Linked DNA regions of Mus musculus: region 2 is linked to region 1. A link is a contact called in public promoter capture Hi-C data. All regions are on one chromosome and are shown on one strand. Each heading gives the region's core, a stretch centred on a gene start, on an enhancer-like site or on the middle of the called end of the contact. The rest is flanking DNA. Distances are from core to core; before and after follow the strand shown.

Region 1 (5,988 bases), core at 907-3,406:
CATGATAGTCATGAATTCACCCTCTGAAACTATGAGCAAGCCCCCAATAAATCTTGTATAAGTTGCTTTGGCCTTGGTGTCTCTTCTCAGCAGCAGAGCAGTAACTGAGACAGAGCCCTTCCTATTTTCCTCATGCTTATCCTTGCTGACGCCCATCTGTATTTACACATATTTAACAGTTAGAGGCCACAGTTCCCATATGAGAGAGAATATACAGTATTTGTCTTTCTGAGCCTGGGTTACTTTGCATGAAACAATGTTTTCTAGTTCCACTTATTTTCCTGCAGATTTCCTAACTTTGTTATTCAGTTATCCACAACTGAATAAAATGCCACATTTTGTTTATCCATTGATCTGTTGACAGACATGGAAACTGATTCCATGTTCTCGCTACTATGAAAAGAACTGCATTAAGCATGGATAGACAAGTGTCCTAAGAGTGGGATCTGGCATCCTTCAGGTGTATCTCCAGGAGCAGAACGGCTGGATCATATGGTAATTCTATTTTTTTGTAACAAACCTCCCCATTTGATTTCTCCTATGGCCACACCAGTTCACAATCCCACCACCAGTATCAGGTGTTTCCTCTTCCCCACATCTTTCCTAGATTTGTTGCCATTTCTCCATTTTCTTGATAGTAACCAGCTCACTCCAGTGATTTGAATTTCCCTGATGGCAAGAGATGTTGACCACCTTTTCAGATACCCGCTGGCCAATTTCTTCCTTTGAATTGTGTTTCTTTGGTTTAGATCATTGGTCCATTTATCAATGGACAACCTTATTTCTTTGGTGCCTAAGTTTTGATGTTCTTTCTATATTCTAAATACTAACCCTTTGTGATTTCAGATTCTTGAAAGCGATAATCTTGTTCTTCCGGTGACTGGCTCAGGGTGTGGCCTCTGTGGCTGGGGAGATCCAAATAAAAGTATGAAGCAATCTAAGGTCTATACGTTTCTGCAGAATAGAATAACACAAGGTTCTACCTAGAGTTTTCCTATCCGTCTATAAGCATCTCCGGGAGTTTGGCAGAGGAGGAGGCTTGGTCCAGCTCCCGCATGAAGATTGATTTAACCTTCAGCCCGTGTCTCTCTTTGCCCAGTGCCCTTGGGCATTGCTTGATGAATGGCTTTACAAAGTCAGACAGCTGACATCCCCATCCTGGCTTTGCTACTTATTAGCCATGTGGCAAATGATCTCCCTGAGCCTGTTGCCTCATTTTAAAATAGGAATAATAGCACCTATCTCTCAACACCCCTAAGATAAATAAGATGAGATGCATTTGTCTATGGACAAATATTAGCTACTACTATAACAAATATCAAAAGCACAAAGAAATGTACGCCAGTGTGTTCAGTGTCAGCCTTGTCTATTTAACCTCCCTGCCTGAATGGTGATATTAAAGGGCTGATCCAAACACATAATAATGTGGTGGATGGTAATTGGGGCTCACCACATCAACATGCACTTAAAGAATAGGTGGGAAAAAGAAAACAAAGTCCATTGCAAAGCTTCCTGGGCTCTGCTCTGACCTGAGTTTCCCCGGGGTTCACTGCCTTCCTTAAAGGGCAGGGACTGTCCACCCAGGGCACACTTTCACAGGCTCGCTCCTTGCTCTTGCATAACTTCAGGCTGTCAAAATGGGCACCTTCCTGAAATTGAAGATTGTCGGGGTTTGTTTTTTTGTTTTGTTTTGTTTTGTTTTTTGTTTTTTGTTTTTTGTTTTTTTTGAATGGGGTCCAAAAAAGGTGCTGCAGTCCCCAGATATCCAACATCAATCATCACGTTAACACCTTTGGGTTTTTTTGTTTTGTTTTGTTTTGTTTTGCTTTCCAAGACCTAAGAGTCTAAGGTCTCTGTCAGAAGGCTGCCTGCGGTGGGACTTTGAGAGGGGAGCTGAGCTTGATGCAAATATTCTACTCTAAGGGTTCTTCGGTTACTAAAGGAGCCATCACCATTACCTAAAGCCAAGCAGAGGGAGATAACAAACAAGTGACTTAGCACTTCTCTCTCTCTCTCTCTCTCTCTCTCTCTCTCTCTCTCTCTCTCTCTCTCTCTCTCTCATCCCCCCCCCCCCCCCGAGATAAACTAAGCGAGATAACTTTAAACACACACAGGCTCACAGGAAAACCTGGGCTGCCCGGACCCCGACACTCAGCACGGCAGCTCCCTGCGCCACTCCTGGAAAATAATGACTTGGGTAAGGAACAGTTAATAAGAAAATGTGTCTCGCTAACCGTGCACAGCACAACAAAGAGCTGGCAGCCCCTGAAGGAAAAGGGCTTGTGCGGCTGCCGTTCAAACTTGTCAGTCAACTCGTGCCAGCAGCCTCAGCGTCTGCCTCCCCAGTGCACCCTCATTACATGTGTCTGTCTGGCCTCATCTGTGCATGGGCTCTGAGCCGCTCCGCTCCTGACAGTTCGGAATTCTCTTCCTCTCTCCCTGCTGCAAAGAGCGGATTTCTCTCCGTGTCTCTTCTGTCATCTCCAGCTCCCCTCTCCAAGGACGCACCTTGATTTATGGTAGCTTTGGACTTCCTTCAGCGTCTGCCTGTCCTTGACTTCTAGAATGGAAGAAGCTGAGCTGGTGAAGGGAAGACTCCAGGCCATCACTGTAAGTCTACATAGAGTTTTAAGTCAGTAAGGTGGTTGCTTAGACAAACGGCACCGGCACCGGCACCGGCACCGGCACCGGCACCGGCACCGGCACAGGCGACGTTGCTAGCTGTCCTTGTCTCCCAGGCCTTCCAAGTAGAGAAACAGAACTAAGCCTTCGTGGACTCTGGTCTGCTTCTCTTAACCCTTGTGACCCTCCATGACACTGGGGCTTCAGAACCTGAGATCCAGGGAAATGGTTCTGGAATTTACAGATGGTGTTTGCATTCTAAACGATAATCAAGGGTTGTTTGCTTGTTTGCTTGTTTTTATAAATAGTTTGTAAACTCTCCTCACCTTCTGTGGATATCTGAAGTTTAGGGTTTTTTCTTCAAATTCCTTCTATCGGACAAATGTTCTTATAGATGCCTAACTGGAAAACTTTTCAAAGCAATGAATAGAACCCCCAAAAGTTTTTTTTTAAAGAGGTAGATCAAAAGGAAGAAAATCGGAAACATTTTTATTCATGTGTCAAAGTATATTCCAGACAAACCTAACTGAATTAAAGCAAAGCTTGGTGTATGTATGTATGCATATATATATATGCGAAGTATTAAAACAGAAGAAAAGTAGCGAAGGCACGCATCAGAGTAATTCTCGCAGATCAGTTTTCCAGTACAGAAGGACAGACATAGTCCGAATAAGGTCTCAATACAGGAGCCATGCACAAGATGGACTTGGAAAATATTTCCCTAATTCCGGGAAGAAAAGTAGTACACTTGATGTTTGTTCTGGGGAAAAAAAAAATCAAAGCAAGAAATGAGTCACTTTTCTTAAATGATACCATTCTTTTTCTCATTTGCTTCCAAACTGCTGTATGTGACGATAACCTGGAAGTCCCTGACCTGGTCATCTATCGTTATTAGCTGTAACTTTTGATAGCATTTTTGCAAGGAAAAGCAACTTGGCAAATCCACACCCCTGTGCGTCACATTTTCTGACACTGAAATTAACCGTCAAAAAAGAAGTAACTACTTTCTGAAAAACTGACACTAAATCAAGGTAGATAGGAGGTTATCCAACTCTTTGCTCCTCAAATTCTCACAATTAATTAAGCAAATCCTAATTTAGGTTTTGTTGTGCATACACACACACACACACACACACACACACACACACACACACTAAGGGAATATAGCGGGGGTTTTTTCCCTCCTACCCAGAAAGGATAAATAAAAACCTACTTTCTTCACCAGTGAAAAGGAGCCAAGAGTCCACTAAGCAGCCTGGGCACCTTTCTATAGAGAGTACTTTTTAATTTCTGAATTCTAATTACTGTATTTTTTCCTTTCATCTTAAAAACCTTGGCCTGGATTTTTGTTTGTTTTGTTTTGTTGTTAAATCCGGCCACAGCTTCAGCTGTCCTCCTAGAAGGGACAGGAACTCCACTGTGCTCTGTTGTTCTTGGCATGGCCCTTTCACATTACAGCTGTTGGCTAAAGGTTACTTCACTGGGCCGTGTGAGTCGCTCACAACTAGGTTCCATTTCTCCCCACGGCTTTACCTCCCGGATAACCAAATGAAACAGTTGACTCGGTGATGCACACAGACACCTTCTTCTGTGTCTCTGCTACTGAACTGGGGAACATCTTATTTTAAGGTCTTGCTAAGTGTGGTTTGCAGCTTAGAGCATTTAGTGAACTAGGGCATGGTCCAAGTAGATGGCGGCTGAGAGTTATTCAGAAAGCCAAGGAATTTTCACTGAGGCTTCAGGTGCAATTAGATATAGAAGATCAAAATGCCTTAAAAGGAATTGAGTAGGTAGGCAGGTTCCTGAATATAGAGATACTTTCACTGTTAAAATTAATAAACTTTTAAAAATTATCCCACGAGCCCAAACATATCCCTTTAGAGTTAATTAAGTCTTGGAGGTACAGTCACAAAACTTAGCTTGAAAGTAAAATTCTTGCTTAAAGCCTGTAGGGTAAAAACTGGCAAAAGTTTATAGGAACGAATTTCCATAAGCCTGCACCTCACAGGGCTCAGTCACATTTGTCACCACCTAGAGGGGAAATGGAGTAGTTCCTCCGTGTCCATGGAAACAATACAACCACTCTCCTCCTGCACACCCTGGGAAATGCCAGCTTACTCCGCCCTGGCCTTGCCCAGGAAGCCACCCCTGCTATTCTTTCTTCCTAGGAAAAGAAAACACACCGTACCCAGGGAACTTTCAAGAGTTATCTCATTTTTTGAAAGGCATTAAAATTACAAAAACTCAGAGATAATCTTTTAACTGCTCTCCTACACTGAAATAATTTTTATATATGTCCATGACGGCAAAGATGTTAATTCCCTAAGACACCAAGACTCAACAACACAGAGACTTCACTGTAAAAGGACAAGAACAACAAACATTAACACTGCAAGAGCTGTTTGATTTTTTTATTATTATTAAATTATGATTCTCTAACTTTTGGCAGTAAAATGAAATAAGCTGTAAATATTGTTCTTACTCCACAGGGTCTCAAGTAACTAAAAAGGTGTTCTTTTAACTACAAATAATTGAAAAAAATTCATCTTCATATAATTTGGCTGAACCAAGTAGCATTACGATAAAACTACTGTAACCCTGTGGTGACGCCATTCATTTCCCATACCAGTAAATTTTATTTTAAGATCATTCACAAATTTTTTCAATGGTTTAAAGACAATGAGGGCCAAATTATGAAAGGACTCAGAAAGGATTATTTTGAGGAGGACATTAAAGTCTGGATGCTCCAAATTGACTCTTTTAATTAATTACCTTCACATTCTGCCTTCATTGCTCCACCCCTAAAGCCACTCCTCATTTCCTGAGTTGATGACCAAAGTACTCGTTAGTCAATGAGTTCCATTCCCAGCTGTAATCGAAAACAGAGCAACCTTGCATTGACTAAATATTATACTTGGAACCTCAAGAGTCTCTTGAGGCTATTTTCAAGCTAGTATGCATTTAGCAAATAACTAATTTTTATACAGACAAAGGGCTGTTGAAATCAATGTTTACCCACTATGTAGCCCTGGATGGATGGCTTGGCACTCAGCATGTAGACTAGGCTGACCTTGAACTCATAGAGATCTGCCTGCTTCTGCCTCCAAAGTGCTGCGGTTAAAGGCGCCAACACACCCAGCATGAAATTGATATTTAGTGTTACTGGAAATGGTGATACCAAATTCTCCATTATTTTGAGGGGGGTGTGGAGAAACGCAGGTCACACTGGCACTGATCGCCACAGAGCTACTCTTTGGAAGTAAGCACAGTCCGTGGTGAAGAACAAAATCCGAGTCCTGAGTGGGGTCCCAGAGAACAGAAAGATCCCCTCCCCTTCCACAGGAAACACGTTGCCGTATCTTCATT
Region 2 (5,988 bases), core at 1,543-4,042, 110 kb before region 1:
AACTTAAAGGAGAAAAAACTTATTTTGTTCCATGGGTTTAGTTCATAACAGAGGGAAGGCATGGCAGAACTCATGGTGGCAGAACTTGCAGTAGATATTCCTCACATCTTGGTGGATCAAGAAGTAGGTAACAGGAAATAGAGACAGAAAGATGCTTCTGATACCATATCTCTATGGATGCATCTCCTTCCTGTGACTTACTTCCCTCATCTAGTCTTCACCTCCAAAAGATTCCACATGCTCCCTGTACTGGCTAGTTTTGTGTCAACTTGACACAGCTGGAGTTATCACAGAGAGCTTCAGTTGAGGAAATGCCTCCATGAGATCCAGCTGTAAGGCATTTTCTCAATTAGTGATCAAGAGGGAAAAGGCCCCTTGTGGGTGGTACCATCTCGGGGCTGATAGTCTTGGTTCTATAAGAGAGCAGCCTGAGCAAGCCAGGGGAGGCAAGCCAGTAAAGAACATCCCTCCATGGCCTCTGCATCAGCTCCTGCTTTCTGACCTGCTTGAGTTCCAGTCCTGACTTCCTTGGTGATGAACAGCAGTATGGAAGTGTAAGCTGAATAAACCCTTTCCTCCCCAACTGCTTCTTGGTCATGATGTTTGTGCAGGAATAGAAACCCTGACTAAGACACTCCCAAAACAGCAACACCAGCTAGAGGCTTTGCAAACAACTGAGCTTGCAGGTCACATTCACATTCAAACCATAGCATGTTGTAATTATAATTACTGTAATAATGATATAATCATAATGTATACTTACAATGTGTTGACTGTATTATTAAATGTTCTTATACCAAAAATAATAAATATTTGTGTGATTAATATATGAATATTAATATATGAATTGATTATTTCACATTCCATACAGATATTAAAATACCACATTATACAAAATATATATATGTCATATTATATATTTAATGTATATTATGTATACTGTATAATGTGGTATTTTAATGTCTATTAATATCATTGTTATATACTATACATTATTATATATAATCACGATTATAATACAATATACATATATAATATATTATAACATGTATAATATATAATAATGGTATTATACATTACATATTATATGCTATACGTTATGTTTTATTATATATCATATCTTATGCCACATATTACACATTATATTACATATCACATGTCACACATCTCACATTGTACATAGCACATATAACATGTCATGTATTTATTATCCTAATAAAGCTGGGAAGCATACACACACACAGAGTAAGCAAATACTTATACCATTATTTAAACCAACACTCTTTATCATTATATAATACTATATCTCAATGTTTTGGGGGGCACTATTGCTACCATGAAAAGCCCACTTCCAGACTCACTGCAAACTTCCTGACTCTACCTTAGAAGCAGACAGAACCTACACAAGTTATTAGGCAGAATTCAGCAGATAAAGACAGAGCAGGACCTAGAGTGTAGTTCCATCTTACTCCTGTGGGATTCCAGGCAATTTATTTAATTGTCTTAAGTTTAATATTTTTCATTCCCAAATGGAAAGAAAAATAGAAACACATTTACTCAAAGGGTTATTTTAAGGATTCTAATCCTCATTAAGCATTTAATGTCTCCCATTTACATCTGTTATGGTAGTAATACTTGAAAACTGTCTCTTTAAGCTTTGTATTCCTGGTGCTCACTTAATAGGTGCCTTATGGTATGTTTTCAACATTTACTTGATGATTTGATGAAAATTGTATGGGCAAGGAGTATAAGCCTCTACCAAGCCCTATTCTATAGCAAACAAGATAGAGAAATACCCAGTGTGAGATACCCCAATAAAGAAAAGGAATGCATACACAAAATAAATCAGACTATTGGGCCTAAAAGAAAATCAAAGCCAAAACTGCTTGAAAATACAAAAGGAAGAAAGGAACATTAAGATATGGCTGTACATACCACCGTAAAAAAAAAAAAAGTGATTTCTTTACAGTTCTTGAAAACAAAATATTGACTGAGTACTTTCACACATCACACATAATAAATCATATTTTTATTAACCCAATAAAGCTGGGAAGCAAAGTATAACCAGAGTTGTACTGGGTGCTGTTACTACAATTAACAGTCATTAGAGTTATTTGATTACTATTGATTTCTTTGTCCTGCTAATTGAAACTGCAAAGCCGTCTGCCAATGAGATGAAAGGGATTTATCCTTGATGTCTGCTGAGGCAGCAGAATGTCCATTCAATATCAGATGCCAAAGTGCACGAGACAGATTGCCAAATGCAGAATGTGTCCCTACTAAGAAGTGCAGAATTATCTTCCTAATATGTTTTGCTCACTTTGAAAATATAAAAAGAGAAACAGTGAGGGGAAAAATGAAAATGATCTTGAGAAGAAATATCTCTGGTGAATGCTATGCTTTGGGTGTCTCCCCGTTTATCCATGTCAGAGGACCATCTCTCTGGTATCATGACAGACTTAAGCATTTGAAGAACTCGGTGTTTCTTCAAATGGGCATGAAACATTGAAATCCGGGCTAACTAAAGCAGTCCTTGGAAGGCTCCTACTCAAGTTGGTCTTATTTGGAATTAAATAATAATTAAATAATGGGTCGATGAGACAAGATGCATTAGGTATTTTTTGTGTTTCTGTTAAGGAAAAAAAAATGCCTGACAAAATCAACTTAAAGAGGGCTTAAAGAGGCTTGCTATAGCTCATGGTGTAAGAAATAATGTTGTCAATCATGGCACAGGAGGCATTATGACAAAGCTGTGAGGTGGTTGGTTTCATTGGGCTCACAGTTAGGCAGCAGAGAACGCAGTGCCCAGGCTCAGCTCAGCTCCTCCTTTTTAACTTAGTCCAGGACTCCACCCAATGGAAGAATGCCACCTCTTCAGTTAGACCTCTCTGGAAACACTCTCTCAGACATGCTAAAGGCATGTTTCATAGGTGATTCTAAATGCAATCAAGTTGACAAGGAAGATTGGCCTTCACACAATGCTTGTATATGTCTGGCACGTCATGTATCTGTGTCAGACACATCATATATAGATTTCCTTAGTAGAAAGAGCTGGCAAGAGATCAAGTTGTACTCTGTGAGGAAGACCTACCTGACATCTGACTCCTGAGGACTGAAGTTGGAAGTCACAAGTGGCTGAGAAACATGAAGATAAGTCTGACGAGGTTAATTAATATAATCTCCAGAAATAAGATTCTCAAAAGATTTGAGAAATTTCCACAAAAATTAAAAATGTCTATGTAATAACATAGACATATGGGAATGAGTTCAGCACCAGTCCATTTATGTTTTTTGTATCTTCTTCTTTCATCCTTTCCAAATCTCAAAAGCATCAGAAAGAAGGCCAGAAGCTTGGATGAGAAAATTAGTGTTTGGGGAGAACACAGCAGTGAAGGTGGAAGGCAACTATGACCATCGCCCATGGCTGCCAGCTTCAAAGAGACCAGTACTGAGAACAGGGATGCATCTAGCACTGACCCAAGCTCGGCTGGGATGAACATATTGTACTTGGCAGTGTTGCTCTATTCTCTGGAACCCAGCTTATTTCTTGAAAGACAAGGTAAGATATGCTAGCCTAAGTGTGAACGAGAAAACTATGGCACTCACCCAAGTTCTGACTAAAGCAGGAGATAGATTGCTTTCATCTGGTGTCTGAAAGGGGGCTGAAGGAAACAATACAAGGTTGTGTTTGGGTTATATGTCATGAGTCATATTTACATCACATGTCATGAGTCATGTTTTTCCACAGAGGTTTGAATATCACAACTAGTGTGTTTCAGTCTGATCTACTGTCTGTCCTTTTGTCTTTCTCTGTTTATCTCCTTCATTAAGTTCATCATTTAGAGTATGTCAGTGTGACCTTGTCTGTTGAATTGAGTCTGAATGACCTTGTTTGTCTGTTGTATTGAGTCTGAAACTGTGTCTACCTGAAGGCTTTCTTGTGAATCTGTATCTGTCCCTGTATATCTCTCTGTGTCTCCCTAACAAAGGGCTTTGTTCTCTCTTTTATTGACCAGCATGGGAGGAAGGGAAAGGACTGGGAGACATGTTAGGGAAATCTTTAACAGAATTTTCAAGATATTAAGTGGCTGACTCCAACTTACCTAGATAACAATCAAACTATTAAATAATATCCAAATACTGCTTTCAACATTCATAGTGGCTTTTCATTGCATAAAGCCATTTCCAGCCTATTTTCTGTTTCCAACAAATGATTATGGTTGCACTTTTGCAAATATATGTGCATTAGGGTCACAGCTTAGAATAATACATAATTTAAAATTATAGTCATGCCTTAGCTTAGGTGGTTAAAGTTGATTACCTGGGAAACCCACGGCAAGTAAGATTGATCACTGCATTGTTGTTCTCTTAAAAACAAATTAGGCTGAGTACACAGTAGGTCAGCACTCTTAGTGACTTCAAGATGAATTTCTGTAAAGTATTATATTTCTCCCCCAGCTGACACATGGACAACAAGAACATAAAGCCATTTGTTAAAGACAGAAACACAGACTCAGATACGCTGACACTCTGGCTATGAGGTCCAGCAAAGGTTCTAGTTTGTTACAATGTAAGAGATAATTATGTCATAAAAATGAATTACCACAAATAAGAATTGAACACTGATATTAAAACATGCTGAGATTACTAAACAACATTTTCAACACAAATTTTTACCTTCACTTATTCATTGTCCCTTTTTACCAAACAGAGAAGTCTACGTTAAGCACTTAACCAAACAGTGCCTTGAATGTAGAAAAAGTTCAATAAATAAAAATTACTGTTACATGTTACCTTTACACATGACTCTTGAACACTGATGAGGACAGCCTCTCAGACTAACGTCCATGTTTCTGCTTTATGTGCCGTCCTTCCTAGTGCTTCAGGAAGAACTCTGTTATGCATTCTCTTTCACTTCAAACCTTCTATTTGCAGACATAAAACTCATAAGGAATGATAAGTTATATTTGTGCACTTCAAATGCTGCAGAAATTTAAATATTTACAAAGTTCAAGATGGTGTATAAAACACCATTCATTGAGACAGACCCTGTAAGAAGCGTGTTTGTGGTGGTTTCAATGACAATGGCTCCCATAGGCTCATATATGTGAAGGGTTTCTTCCCAGTTGGTAGACTTGTTTGGGAAGGATTAGGAGGTGTGGCCTTGTTAGAGAGGGTGGGTCACTGGAGTTGGATTTGAGATTTTAAAAGCCCACATCATTCCCAGCTCGTCCCTCTCTGCCTCCTGGCTCCTGCTTGTGGATCAGAAATATGTTCTTACCTACTGCTCCAGCACCATGCTTCTCTGTCCACTACGGTGTTTCTTGAAATGATGATTATGAATCCTAATCTTATGAAATTATAAGCCTGAATAAACATTTTTTATGAATTACTTTGGTCATGGTACCTCTTCCCAGCAATTGAGAAATGACTAAAGTAGTGACTGATGGCCTCAGGGCCTGTGGGTGTGAGGAGAGGTCCAGTAGGAAATGCTGAGGTAACGCCAAGCATACTCTGAGCCTGGTTTTCATTTGTTTGCTTGTTTGTTTTTGGTAGTGGTGGTGGGTTTCGGTTTGTTTGTTGTTTGTCTGTTTGTTTTAGCTGTCCATGATGTCATTCAAATGAGTCAACAGCACTTGGTGAGGCAGCTGACCTCCATTTTCTCCTTTAGACTGGATGGAAATGGAACCAGCTCTAGGACACAAGCTGACAGGAGGGTACCTCTGCGTAGAATGAAGAAAATGTTTTAGAATCCTGTAGAAAATCAGAAAGATAGAGAAAATAGTAAAAAGACATTCTTGTGAATATTGGAGTTAATGACTACAGGTTGCTGCTGAAGGGCCTTCAAGGCTCAGATCCAAGAGAAAAGTACTCTCATAACTCAACATGGGAGACATTTCTCACTGGGAACCTTCTAGAAAGAAAGTGGGATCCCAAACAAAGCCATGCTATTAGGACTTTTACAGGTAGGTACTTGACAAAGATGTT

What was found. Promoter capture Hi-C pulls out the DNA fragments that hold promoters and counts their contacts.
Region 2: a promoter capture Hi-C map of liver shows a contact between it and region 1. The contact joins the promoter of 1700061I17Rik here to the promoter of Palmd in region 1. A contact is called at or near these places in 7 of 39 promoter capture datasets (3T3-L1-derived adipocytes, Sertoli cells, embryonic stem cells and 3 more), 24 of 484 Hi-C or Micro-C datasets (the C2C12 cell line, the MC38 cell line, Sertoli cells and 13 more), 11 of 115 datasets of contacts at active chromatin or transcription factors (cardiomyocytes, embryonic stem cells, heart atrium and 6 more) and 3 of 9 other capture datasets (adipose tissue, liver and pancreatic islet).

The regions. Positions count from the first base shown.
Region 1 is chr3:116,965,120-116,971,107 of GRCm38.p6, reverse strand. Palmd (palmdelphin) reads left to right here and starts at 2,156. Exons shown (of 8, transcript NM_023245.3): 1 at 2,156-2,610. The coding sequence starts at 2,566. Gm52613 (a long non-coding RNA gene) reads right to left here and starts at 4,086. Exons shown (of 2, transcript XR_003954544.1): 1 at 3,836-4,086; 2 at 3,092-3,382. 4930455H04Rik (RIKEN cDNA 4930455H04 gene) reads right to left here and starts at 2,841. Exons shown (of 3, transcript NR_040596.1): 1 at 2,509-2,841; 2 at 832-905.
Region 2 is chr3:117,074,569-117,080,556 of GRCm38.p6, reverse strand. It overlaps 1700061I17Rik (RIKEN cDNA 1700061I17 gene), which reads left to right and starts at 2,792. Exons shown (of 9, transcript NR_038029.1): 1 at 2,792-3,164; 2 at 3,330-3,559. It also overlaps the pseudogene Gm17896.